Regions from separate parts of the Ovis aries genome. Here region 2 is linked to region 1. The links are chromatin contacts, called in public Hi-C maps. All regions are on one chromosome and are shown on one strand. Each heading gives the region's core, a stretch centred on a gene start, on an enhancer-like site or on the middle of the called end of the contact. The rest is flanking DNA. Distances are from core to core; before and after follow the strand shown. Region 1 overlaps UPP1 (uridine phosphorylase 1). Region 2 holds the start of C4H7orf57 (chromosome 4 C7orf57 homolog).

Evidence for each region. A called contact is a pair of places that touch in the nucleus more often than the background predicts.
Region 2: a contact with region 1 is called in a Hi-C map of blood, with 3 times the contacts expected there. The contact joins the promoter of C4H7orf57 here to the enhancer-like site in region 1. A contact is called at or near these places in 3 of 16 Hi-C or Micro-C datasets (all in blood).

The regions. Positions count from the first base shown.
Region 1 is chr4:8,398,105-8,404,924 of ARS-UI_Ramb_v3.0, forward strand. UPP1 (uridine phosphorylase 1) reads right to left here. Exons shown (of 8, transcript XM_004007697.6): 8 at 6,647-6,820. The coding sequence ends at 6,713. Among named protein-coding and RNA genes, the nearest start is that of ABCA13, 16 kb to the left of the region's middle. Within about 2 kb of position 3,912, at least 11 of the 54 cell types and tissues checked have an H3K27ac peak or open chromatin away from gene starts, as enhancers often do.
Region 2 is chr4:8,469,846-8,476,665 of ARS-UI_Ramb_v3.0, forward strand. C4H7orf57 (chromosome 4 C7orf57 homolog) reads right to left here and starts at 4,275. Exons shown (of 9, transcript XM_060414934.1): 1 at 4,204-4,275; 2 at 3,809-3,970. The coding sequence starts at 3,863. It overlaps LOC121819381 (a long non-coding RNA gene), which reads left to right and starts at 4,455. Exons shown (of 2, transcript XR_006059586.2): 1 at 4,455-4,613; 2 at 6,820.

The sequences.
Region 1 (6,820 bases), core at 2,662-5,161:
CTCAGAGTATCAGAACTGCCAGTGAACATTAATAATGTGTATGTGAGTAGAATTTGAAATAGATTTCTATTCAAATAGAAATGTGAATAGATTTGAAAAGAATCCATTTTTCTTCTGACAGAAAGTCTATTATGACTGACTGGATGAGTTCTGTCAATTAGAATATACGACACATCCAAAAATCAAATGAGCTAAATTTTGAGCTCTGAGGTTTGACTGGGTACATTTAAAGCAAAAGTACAATAGATATCCCAGATATTATATCTTTTGCCTCTACTAAACTTATGATAAAAGTTAGATGTAGACCTAAAGTTTTCCTAGGAGGACACAGATTTTCAAATTTTATTCTGGAATTTTGTTGTTCTTGTTTAGTTGCTAAGCTGTGTCCAATTCTTTTGTGACCCCATGGACTGTAGCCCGCCAGGCTCCTCTATCCATGGGATTTTCCAGGCAGGAATACTGGAGTGGGTTGCCATTTACTTCTCCAGGAGATCTTCCCAACCCATGGATCAAACCTGCGTCTCCTGCATTGAAGGTAGATTTTTTACCTCTGAGTCATCAAGGAACCCATATTTAGGAATAAATGACCAAAAAACTTAAAGAAGACCACTGCCTTAAGGACACTTAGGTTTATCATAGGATAAACCTAGATGGTATTGTGAGCTAATAAACATATATATCTGGCCTTTATCCTGTTTCAAAAACCCTTGTAATGTCTTATTTTACCACCATGGACTGTCTGTGTCCCCCCAGAATTCACGTGTTCAAACTCCAACTCCCAACCTGACGGTGTTTGGACATGAGGCCTTTGGGAGGTGATGAGTGTACAGTAAGGTCTTGAAGGTGGGGCCCTCATTAAGAGATTAATGTTCTTATAGAAAACAGTCTGCAGACTGGGTTGAGGGCCTTCACCAGGGAACAGCATCAGCAGGCACCTTGATCTTGGACTTCCAGGCTCCCCAACTGTGAGAAATGAATTCCCATCATTCAAACCTCCCAGTCTGTGGTGGTGTGCCGCAGGGGCCTCAGCCAACTGAACAGTAACACCCCCCTTTCTACCGTACCTGACGTCTGGGAAGGGGAGGGCAGCAGAGCTGGCGACTGCATTCACTCCTGTGGCCAGTGCTTTATTCCATCGTGTCTAGATGATGGAAACTCAGCTCACCAATGCTGAACGCCATTCTTGAGGGAGCCTCCTGTTGGTGACCATGTGGATGTACAGGAGGGAGGCTCACACTGAGCCCTAGGGACGGGAGCACCTGTACTTGGGCCCTCCCAGACCTGGGCTCCTGGCCCACTGTTCACTTACAGCCTGTGTGCTAAAATGACAGTTGCAAGTACAGCAGTTCGCCAAGTGTTTTCAGTCATTCTAACAAACTATCAAACCTGAGCGCATCGCAGAAAGCCCCAGATTTGAAGTGTGGGGAGCCTGGGGACCCCGCTTGCAGCTGGCATCTAAAACAAGGGCACTGTGGTCGAGAGCTTTCCCTTCCACTTGTGGAATCAGACATAACTCCAGGCAGGTAAGTGTCAGAATCGAATCTAATTATCGGCCACCCACCCACCCACCCACCCGCTGTTGGAGATGGTCAGAGAAGCACACTGGGGCAGGGGGGAGGCTCCAGAACTTTCTTTATCTTCCCAAACTGAAGTGCTGTCCCCAGTAAACCCTGACCCCCATCTCCCCTCCCCCAGACCCAATAACCACCATCCTACCTCTGTCCCTATGGACTTGACAACTCTAGGAACCTCTTATCAGTAGAATCATACAGTATTTGTCCTTTGTGACTGGCTTGTTTCACTCAGCATTGGGTTCTCAAGGTTCTTCTGAGTTACAGCACGTAACAGAGCTTTCTCCCTTTCTAAGGCTGAATAAGCCCCATTTGTCTACATGGGCATATTTTGTTTATCCCATCATCCGTCGATGGGCATTTGGGCCACTTCCACCTTGTGGCTGTTGTGAATAACACTGCTGTGAACACAGGTGTACCAACATCCGTTCAGATCCCTGCTTTCGGTCCTTTCGTCCAGGTACCCAGACATGGAACTGCTGGATCCCACGGTGACTCTGTTTGGAATTCTTTAAGGTTCTGCCGTACTGTATTCCACAGCCATTTTCCATTGACCATTGCCCATTGCCATTTTTCATTGCACCTTTTCCACTGACATTTTAGCCACGTGGCTTAGAGGAGTCACAGAACCTCTGAGCTGCGGGGTGGGGCAGGGGGCGCTGAGGGAAGCCCTTGAGGATGAGAACCAACAGACCCAGAGATCTGTGCCTCCTGACTCCTAGACCCGAGCCTCGCCCAGTGCTGGTGGAACAGGCCACTTCCCTCCGTGGCCTCGGGGTCAGCAGAGCAGAGTAAAGCGAGGCCAGCAGCACCCACAGCAACAGAAGGAGATCTGCGGAAGGCAGGCCAGCGGCATTTCAAGACCGATTGTGACAGAGGCCTTCCCAGGGCAGCAAGCACCTCAGGACCCCCTAGTTGCCCTGCGTGAGAGTGATAGGAGGAGCTCCACAGCGGTCCAGGGCGCCCTCCACGGGGCCAGGTGATCCTGACGTCTGGTTCCATCACACTCCATGATGAGAGGAATCTAACGTCACCGATGAGCGAATTCCAGCCAAACAGCTGTCCCAGGCTCAACCACACTCACGTGTAGGTACACCATGCCTCGAGGGCGTGGGCAAGACCCCACCAGCACCGTGGGCTGAGCACTGTCCTTCCCTCTGGGGCTAGAAGGAGCGACACAGGCCTCTTCTAAAGGCCCACACAGGATGGGAGACCCAGCCTCAGCGTGCAGCTCCTGCTCTGTCTGACTCAGTGGCGCCTGGGCCCCTCTGGACACAAAGTCCGCTCCCTCCTCACACACCTGGACGGACGGAGGGACCCTTCATTTCTACCGCACACGTTTCACTGATGCCTGTGTGACAGTCACCAGTTCAGTTCAGTCACTCAGTCGTGTCCAACTCTTTGTGACCCCATGAACTGCAGCACGCCAGGCCTCCCTGTCCATCACCAACTCCCGGAGTTCACCCAAACTCATGTCCATTGAGTCAGTGATGCCATGCAGCTATCTCATCCTCTGTCATCCCCTTCTCCTCCTGCCCCCAATCCCTCCCAGCATCAGGGTCTTTTCCAATGAGTCAGTTCTTCGAATCAGGTGGCCAAAATATCGGAGTTTCAACTTCAGCATCATTCCTTCCAATGAACACCCAGGACTGATCTTCAAAATGGACTGGTTGGATCTCCTTGCAGTCCAAGGGACTCTCAAGAGTCTTCTCCAACACCACAGTTCAAAAGCACCAGTTCTTCGCTGCTCAGCTTTCTTCGCAGTCCAACTTTCTTCACAGTCCAACTTTCTTCACAGTCCAACTCTCACATCCATACACGACCACTGGAAAAACCATAGCCTTGACTAGATGGACCTTTGTTGACAAAATAATGACTCTGCTTTTAGATATGCTGTCTGGGTTGGTCATAACTTTCCTTCCAGGGAGTAAGAGTCCTTCAATTTCATGGCTGCAGTCACCATCTGCAGTGATTCTGGAGCCCAGTGACAGTCATACCTAACCTTTTTAAACCTTTTCTTTTTAAACCACTCTCTGGTACGCGTGTGCCCAGTCGCTTCAGTCGTGCCTGACTCTTTGAGACCCTAAGGACTGTAGCCCACCAGGCGCCTCTGTCCGTGGAATTCTCCAGGCAAGAACACTGGCGTGGAACACTGTTCCGTCCTCGAGGGGTTCGTCGCGCCCGAGGGATCGAAACCGGATCTCTTCCGTCTCCTGCACGGGCCAGCGGGTTCTCTGCCACTAGCGCCACCTGGAGGAGACCCTAATAGGAGCAGGCGTGCCTCACCCTCGTCAGGACTCCCAGGCTGGCCCAGAGGGTGGGACCTGGGCCGAAGTTCTCCTTTTCCGGGAGGAGGTTAAGGCCACCGAGTACCGCTCGTTTTCTACCTGGTGAATGTCTGAGGGGCCCGCGTGTGCACGGAGCATGTGCGTACGTGGACGTCTGCGTTTCGTGTGCCCGCACCGAGCACGCCGCACCAGCACAGTCGCACCCCACACAGCTGAATCAGCTCTCCAGGCGCCCTGCGCCTCAGTTCTGGCGCCCGTTCTCTCTGCCAGGGCAGGATGGAGCGGGGGTCGAGGGGGAGACCCGGGAGCGGGTGGGCGGGGAGGGAGGGGCAGCGTCAGCTCTGGGGTCGTCCCGGATCTCTGTTAGTCTACAGGGTCGGATGTCTCGCTGGAAATGCGTGTGATCAGCTGCTTTTACCCCATCGGGTGGGTACAGCGCAGCCCCGCGGGTGAGCCAAGCCCTTCCCACTGCGGCCAGCAGAGGGCGGCGCAGGTCCCGCCGGGCGCCTCCGCGTGGCCCCGGCATCGGTGAGGAAGAACCTCGTCTCGAGCCCCCTCCCTCGGCCTCGCCGCCGAGCGGTAGAGAGCCAGTGAGCAGGTTCCAGGAGGCTCCATCCGTGGGCGCGGGGCAGGGACCGCCGGCCCGGGAGACGCCGCAGGGACCGCGGTCGCAGGATTCCGTTTCTCTGGCTGTGAACAGCTTCTCGTGCTGTTGACTGCCTAGCTCCTGCCTTCTCCCCGCTTCCCACGGGGCACCCCGCGTCCACACCTGCGTGAGAGCGGCACACACAGGACCCGCCTGCAGGTCCCCGCGGCTCCTCACGGGATTTGAGCCTGGTGACCACACGCTCGGGGTCCGAGACCGACACCTGGGTTGCAGGGGCCGCCAGCCAGCCCACCAGCCAGGCATCAGGAGACCGACCCTGTCTGCCCCTGCACCCAGGTTTGCGGGCAGAGCAGACCCGCGAGCAGATGGACTTGGAAGCGTCTCCGCTGAAGCCTGGGGCACTGGGAATTGGGTGGGGGGTGCAGATGTGAGCAAGGTGACAGAGCCTGGGAACAGCTCTTGCAGCTTGAGCCAGCGTCAGAGGCCGCCAAACGCGAGAGGACACACATATTCCAGGACCTGCCCGCTGCTTGGGGGGCTGCCCGCGGCTCCTTCTGGAGCAGCCTCAGATCTGGGGTGCAGCAGATACCCCTTGAGGGGACCAAGGAAGAAACCGCAGGCATTCCTTCTCCACACTGAAGCCTCTAGCAACCGTGAGCCAGGAGATGTTCCAGGGTCCAGGTTCACTCAGCTCACCGCACCACAGGCCAATTAATGGATAGGAGGAGGTGCTGAGGCAAGGGATACAACTTTATTCCAAAACCAGGCTGACAGAGAAGGTAGATTAAAGTCTCAAAGTAACCATCTTGAGGTCTGGATGCCAGGTTTTTATAGAACTGAGATGGGGAAGATGAGGAAACAAAGTTAAAAGGCCATTGATCTTGCAAATATCTCCTAGAATGGCAAGCCTTCTAGAGGGGATGTGTTCATTACTTCCTGTAGCCATCCGCAGGTGGACAGGGTCCTGAACAAAGGCACTTTGGTTTAATATTCAGGCAGCCAGGCAGGATTCCCCCAGGCAGACCATTATATATAAACAGTATCCTTTTAGTGAAGAAAAGCAACAGGGAAGCAAGAATTAAAGTAAAAGGTCTAACATGGAGTCATTATTGGCTGCTCCCTGTAATAGAGGGGTCTTGGCATCTGGACTGGTGCCCAGCTTGGTGCCTCTTGAATGATTTGATTACCAACCCTCAATTTGGGATGAACCTCAAAATTTCAGGAAATAGGCTTTTTGAAGTGTGCATGGGTCATACTCATACATCAACACCACGATCCCCACATGATTCCACAAACCAAAAAGCACAAGGGCAGGCCTCCATGTACAATCAGAAAACAGCCCACTGAGAACCTAAAACAGAGTTGAATACCAAACATTACAAGGGTGTAGATGTGCCAACAAGGCAACTGGGGCAACTGCCTCTGGGCTGGGGGACCTGGGGACACCCCAAAAACAGCTACTGCAAAAAGGCCCATCTGAGACAGGAGGGGACACCCTGGAATGCCCTCCAAATCCCTTTCTGCCTCTAGTCTGGAGAGGGGGTTTGACTCCAGGAGGAAGCTGAGGGACACGGAGGCACTGATGCAGGGCTGCTGCCAAGCTAAAGTGGACCTAAGTCTCACTTTGTGAGCGAAATCTGACTACAATTAGTATTTACAAGTCTGAAAAACCTCCCTAGAAATATTTCAAATACTGAGGAACTTTCTTAAAAAAAAAACCAAATCAGGCTAATGTGGTGGGCATGCTCCAATGAAGCTTAAAAAAAAAAAAAAAAAAAATCCTTGGACTTCCCTGGTGGCTTAACGATAAAGAATCCGCCTGCCAATGCAGGAGACACAAGTTAGATCCCTGATCCGGGAAGATCCCACTTGCCTGGCAGCAGCTAAGCCCCTACATTACAACCATTGAGCCAGCGCTCCAGATCCTGTACGCAGCATGTCCTGAAGCCCACATGCCGCAAGGCCCATGCTTCACAAGACACGCCGCCACAGTGAGAAGCCCCCACTCACCATAAGGTGAGCAAAGCCCACGCAGCAATCAAGACCCAGAACAGCCAAAATATAAATTAAAAAGAAAAATTTTTTTAATCTTCATAGCTAAGACAGGATTTTCTTTGCCTCTGACCTGAAATCAGTTCCCTAGATTCTTGCATAAAGGATCCAGGAAGTCACACAGAGGAGACTGTGGCAACGATTTTATTTGCAGGAACCACAAACGCCCTCTAGATAAACGTTGGGGATCAGGCCTACATCAGGCGCTTCTTGATGAACTGGCCTACTAACCGCTGGGGCCGCTGCTGGTACTCGGCCAGCACCTCGTGGGGGCTGCTGATCTGGTCTCCTTCCAGGCGGTT
Region 2 (6,820 bases), core at 3,025-5,524, 72 kb after region 1:
AAAGAAGACGTGGTGCATATAATGGAATACTACGGAGCCATAAGAAGAATGAACTAATGCCATTGCGGCAACAGGGATGGACCCAGAGATGATCACACTAGGTGAAGTAATCAGACAGAGACAGACAAATATCATGTATCGCTTATAAATGGAATCTTAAAAAATGACACAAATAAACTTGATTACAAAACGGAAATAGACTCACAGACATAGAAAACAGACTTAATGCTCACCAAAGGGGAAAGGAGAGGGGAGGCATAAATTAGAAGGTTGTGATTCACATGTACACACTGCTATATATAAAACAGATAATCAATAAGGACCCACTGTATAGCACAGGGAATTGTACTCAGTATCTTTTAATAACCTAGAATGGGAAGGATTTGAAAAAGAATGTATACATATATGTGTAACTGAATAACTTTGCTGCACGTTGAAACCAGCACAAACCACACTGCAAATCAGCCATACACTTCAATGAAAACACACGCACCGAGACAGAACTCACAGCTTTAGCGAACATGTTTGCTAATTTGACAGGAGCGGGACCGAGTGCCACCTCAGGAAGGCTGGATGGCGAACAACCTGACCTGACACCCACCCCCCGGGGGGCATCCTGGCAGGCGCATCCTCTCCACACAAGCCCCTCAGCTTTCCTTTTGCTCGAGGCAGGAAGCAGGACATCCTGAGAGGTCAGACAGGAAAGGGGAGAAGCACCCTGAAGGGTTGCTGAACAGAGAGGCAGGGGCTTTGCCCTGGGCAACCTCACACTGCGGGAACCCTCTCAGGCTGCAGACTGGTTGGGGGCTGAGTGTGGCTCCCGTGGAAACATCCAGTTGGATCCCACAAAACTGACGTGCGGTGAGTACAGATATAGGGTGTGTCCAGTGGTTAACAATCCGTCTGCCAATGCAGGGGATGTGAGTTGGATCCCTGGCCTGGAAAGATCCCTTGTGCAATCTTGGAGCAACTAAGACCATGCGCCACACTACCAAGGCCACGTGCTGCGACTCCTGAAGCCTGTGTGTCCTGGAGCCTGCGCTCTGCCAGCAAGAGAAGCCACGCAGGGAGATGCCTGCTCGCCACAACTGGGGAAGGTCCGTGCAAGCAGAGAAGAGACAGTGCAGCCAAAATAAACAAATACATTTTAAACAGTGTATGAGATTTCTAGGATCTGAGATCTGATAAAGATGGGGTGGGAGGGCAAAGGGGGATAAGAGAAGGCCAGCTTACTCTCTCACCTCCCTCCCCATTGATCTGTTGACCCCTACCTCCCCCAGAGAGTGGTCACGGGTGGTGAGCGGAACGGGCCTTGGCAGAGCCCTGAGGCCCCTCAGTGGGCACCTAGGACAGAACCTTGCAGGTGGCTTTTTTTTTTTTTTTTTTAGAACCTTGCAGGTGGCTTTGGTGACCACCTGTGAGGGTCCCCGCCAGGAGCAAGAGGTGTTGGCAGAAGCCCAGGGACCTGCAATAATAATCCCACAAAGAGAAGACACTCAGGCTGTTGGTGTTCCGTTGACACTTTGCATCTGAAACTGATGAACCCACGTGTCCAAATATAAGAACAGACATCACAGCTGACTGAGAGCTAGGGGAACAAAATCTAGGAGGGATGTGAAATTTAAAAGATGTCTCTAGAATTTAAGAGCTTACTGGAACCAGCTGTCCAAAATGCATGGCAGTCAGGGTCTAACACAGGACCAGCTCCTGGGAGGCGCAATGGGTGATTTCCTGTGTCCACTTGGCTAGGCCACAGTTCCCAGGCTGAGGTCTCCTGAGAAGGAAGAAATTCTGCCCCCAGATGGCCTTCCAACCCAGGACTGTAGCATCAGCTCCTTCTCGGCCTGCTCCACAACTGTGTGAGCCAGTTCCTTAAAATAAATCGATGTCTCAGTCAATCTCTCTTTCTCTTTCTACACACACACACACACACAGAGGCACAAATGTTGTTGGGCTCTGGAGAATTCTGAGTGATACAGCAGGATCACAGGAAAACAGGCTGAATAGATGGCTTTACACAAGCACACACGGATCCCAGGAACAAGAAGTCGCCTTCCTCCACAGCTAAAAGTTAGCCACGCAATTTCTACTTAGAACTAAAGGTGAGTCCACTGTGTAAAACATGAATGTTCATGAAAAAAATCTTTAAAACATCTAAACAACAGTAATGAGATGGACTCTATAGTGAAAACACAATAGAGAAAAGAGAAAGAGGCGGGTGGGGGGGGGGGAACCCCGACGGGAAAGCTTTCACGAAGTTTGCCTGAGCTCACAGAGTTAGTTTTAGAACCAGGAGGAAGGGCTTAGGAGCATCATATCTGATCATCTTCAGCTCAAATACTTTCTTTCAGAGGGAAAGCATTCAGTTCTTGCTTTATTTTTCCTCTCTGTGTTTTGATTACTAATTAATCCATAGAGAACAGAGTAGTTTCTACATCTCATTACTGGAAGCTTCGGGCAGGAACTGAGCTCTAATTTGGTTGGCCGTTTATGATGGTGTGCCCTGCAGAGAGTCAGCACATGAGTGACTGTGAACCAACCATCTCACACACGCACACACACGCGCACACACACATACACACATGGTTGAAGGAGTGAAGGAGTGAGAATTGTCTTGTCCTCAACCGTGATTAGTACTTGTCTGGCACCAGATCACTCACAACTGGGTAGATTTCTTTACCGGCTCCCCTGTCTCCTCCTGGCTTCCTTTATCTACAAGGAGCCCGGCTCAGAGATGACCGTAGGGTGACTCAGTCCTGCAGTTCTCTGGTCTTTGAGCCATGAGAGGCAACCCAAAGGCAGGGTCCTGGCAACCAGCCTCAGCCTTGGAGAATAGGGCAGCTTTTTGAAACTCTAAGCCTCAGGTTTCTCAGCTGCAAACCAGAGCTAACAACCCCTCAGCAGGTTGTCCTGAAGTTCAATGTTAGTGTGACAGTGTTTAGCACACAGAGGGAGGCTACACAGTAGGGCACTGAGACACCAGAAAACCAGGCTGAGAGCCTACAGTGGAGACTGGGACCCAGGCCTCCTGTGCCCCTTCCCCTCCATTCCAGCACAGCCACAGCCTCATCAACAGAGGTCACAGCAGAGCTCTGGGCAGGAAGCACGGGGAGACTGTGAAGGCCACACTCAGTCCCGCTGCCTGCAGTCCACTTGCCAACCCCTACCCTGCCTCTTCCAACAGAGCTTCGGGACCCTCTTCTCCATCCTCCTACTCCAGCCCTTCATGAGATGCGGAAGAATAACAACAAAGTTAAAATCAGACCACAGCAGCTAGGTCTTCTTTCCCTTCTTCCAACTTCACAATGAGAAGCCCACTGCAGTGCCAACCTCCACAGGAGGCCTACTTCCTGTGTTCATGAGCTTAAAGCAGAAGACACAGTTACCCTGGTTGGAGTCTAAATCAGGAGCAAGAGATAGGTGATCAATGAAATACACAAGGATGCAGCTGAAAATGAAAGTGTCCAAGTCAACACAGGGTTACTGTTACAGAGAAATTTTCAGAGATGCTATTGCTCCAAGAACTGAGTAGCTCTAACAGCCGCGGGTAGCCTGGCTTTCTTTTGTTGAAAATAGCGAAACAAACGAAAAAACCCCAGAAGTCAAGTTCCCCTCCACCCCTAGATCCCCACCTTACTTTTAAGCCTTACTTCCACCCTGGGGCACAGGGGCGGTGTGTAGCTTTCTTTGATGGTACCCCGTGTTAGTCCTGTCCCCTCCCCACCGCCTTCTCCACACACGCATGCAGGACACAGGTGAGCCTGTCCAGCAGCAGAGCAAAGGCGGATCCTCTCCTCGGGTCACTCACCGCAGGGAGCGTAGCGGCTCGCGGCCCCGTGCAGCTCCTTGCTGGTACTCCTCATGCCCTGAGACACGCTGGGCCAGGTGTTCACGGGTGAGCCAGGAACCGTTGCCGGGGCTGAGCTGCAGAGGCTGGGTCCGCACCCCTACTCGGTCCGTCCTCCTCCACCTGACAGGTATGCAGGAGTCTCACCATTCAGGTAGTGCGCGCACGCCCAGGCAAGGCATCAGCAGGGGCGCGTCCAGCCAGGGTATATGCATCAGGGGCACACACGCAGAGTAGCCGGCAGGAGACAGCAGGTTCCGAAGTCCCGCCCCTGCCCGGTGCTCCTCCATTTCAGGAGACAGGGGTCCCTCCCGGTCCCGACCCCACTGGCCGTCTGACCCCGCTCACCTGCCGACCTGGGGTCTGGGTGGGTGCCACCTGCAAAGTCCGAGACCAGTCTGTTCTCGCTGGCGGCTGAGACCAATCCCAAACTCCAGGAGAGGCGCGGAACTACAGTAACCCGCGTCGCCAGGGCAACGGCCGGCCTGGGCCAACCGGCGGCCGCGGAAGGAGCACAGGCAGCCAATCGGCGCAGTGTGAGGGCAGGCCAATCGGGTCAGGGGCGTGGCTTGGGTGCCTACAGTCAACTGCCCCGGGCTTGGGCGTTGTCTAGGTGGTGGCGCCGGCGTGGCAGCGCGGCTGCTGGGGCGTGCCAACCTCAGAGTTCTCCTGGTGAGACCTCCGCCCTCCTGACGTCCTGGAAAACTCAACAGCGGTTTTCTTGTCCATCTCGGGTTTATTTAATACATTGTTGAAAAGAGGACGAGTAAGTACCTGGGAAAACTCAAAAGACAGCCATTTCTGCCAGTTGTGTATTAGTAGTAAAATTACTAGGCACACGTCTTTCCTCATACGTTATTTTTTCAATATTTCTGGTTTGGAAACTTGGTTTGTAGTTCTCCTGTGATTCCACCAGCCCAGGCAGCAGTTGGAGCTAAGGTTGCTGCTAAGTCGCTTCAGTCGTGTCCGACTCTGTGCGAACCCATAGACAGCACTAGGCTCTGCCGTCCCTGGGATTCTCCAGGCAAGAGCGCTGGAGTGGGTTGCCATTGCCTTCTCCAATGCATGAAAGTGAAAAGTGAAAGTGAAGTCGCTCAGTCGTGTCCGACCCTCAGCGACCCCATGGACTGCAGCCTATCAGCCTCCTCCATCCATGGGATTTTCCAGGCAAGAGTACTGGAGTGGGGTGCCATTGCCCTCTCCAGCTAAGGTTGTCTTTTGCTAAAATAGAAAAATCACGATGTCTTAACGGTGGTCATTTGGCAACTTTAAACAAGGCTCTGCTTTTGCTACTACACAAGTTAAGCATTAGAAATCTAGCAGAAGAGAGGTGATGTAACCATTTGATAGGGAGAAGCGAATTCTTGTGATGGGAATTTACTCTCACTGTGGGTTATCCAGCTCTCATATAATATTTTCAGGATCCTCAGCTGACCCAGTTTTGAAAGTAAGCAAGACGTCACTTTTCAATGTCAAATGTTTGTCCCATTGCAGGTTGACATGTAGACTCTCACTAAGTATAACAGGGTTTCCTGTTGCATAAATCAGGGCATTGTTTACCCAGGGAATTGCGCTCCAAGAGAAGGTGATTTTTTAAAACAGTGTATCCTACTGATTGAAGCCTCAGCTTGGTTAACAGAAGAGAAGGAAACTTCCTCAAGTTGACAGCCCTCTTTACTAGTTGAAATCATGATTTGAGTTATAATGAAGAGTGATCATTCCTCAGGATAAAGTTCTGACTTTTGGAATGTGACTGAAATCACAAGTATTTGCAGATGCCAAATCAAATAAGAACGCAAGTGAGCTGCTACACAAATGAAACCATGGCACAAGAAAAATCTATTATGAAGATTTCTCAGTGTTTATTTCCTATACCTTAACACATATGATCTTTCTTTCATACAATGGCCCAGAGTTTTTAGAAGGATCCAGCCTTTTCTCATATACAATCTCACTTCATGTACACATTTAGTCAGCAGTTTATGGAAAAAAAATAAATTATTCAGTTATGTGTAGATGTTTGTTTAAAGTGTATCTGTGTTTTATATGTGGATAAATTCTTAGAGATTTATATCTTACAAAGATATTGTAAATGATTATAAACTGTTTATGAGTTTGGGGGAAGAGGAAAACATGTATTTGAGTATAAATTCCGATTTTTTTACAGCCCTTGGACCCTTCCTTCTTGCCTGCTCTTGGTTTGCTCATGTTGTTGACTGAAGCTAATATTTCTAAACTCCTGAGACACATCTTCAGGCTCAAGCCCATCCTTGTTTCATCTTCCAACCCAATAGATAAATTCCTTTCCCTAAACATCACACTCAGGAGACTCAATCTTCCATAATGCGCAGCATATTCCTTAGACTAGGGTTTCATACAATGGGGGGATTTCCAAATTTGGTGTTTTCTGTTTGATGATAATCTAATCCTTTCAAGACAAATGCTTCCTTTTCGACACATTTATTTCAGTATTAGGTAGTAGTTTGGGTTTTCAGTCCATTTGAAAAATAAGATTATCATCTGTGGAAACAAGATTATCACCTGTGGCTGGCTCAGAATGAGAAAGGATTTCTTTGTGTCCTTATCAGCATCTCCCCTCCATTGTGTGTTAAAGTGATAATGATCTTTCTCTTTGGTAGAAAAACTTCACATTTTACAATAAATTTAAACAGATTACCTTTCTTAAGACGTAACAGTAAAATGTTTTGGAAAAGTGACAGAGTAAAAACAAAATATACGAAAGTAACAGAACAATTTAAATCATTTTAATTTAAATTCCTATAATGCAACAATTTATATATAATGCTAAGGTAATTGTATTAGTTTTGAAGAAATACAAAATAAATACTTTGTATCTGAAAAATAGTAAGACCATTTATCATGTATGATTTATTATTGATAAAGCTAAGTTGTTACAGGCTATCAGAAACCAATGTTTTTTTAATTTGTTTGGCCATGCCCTTGGCTTTCAGG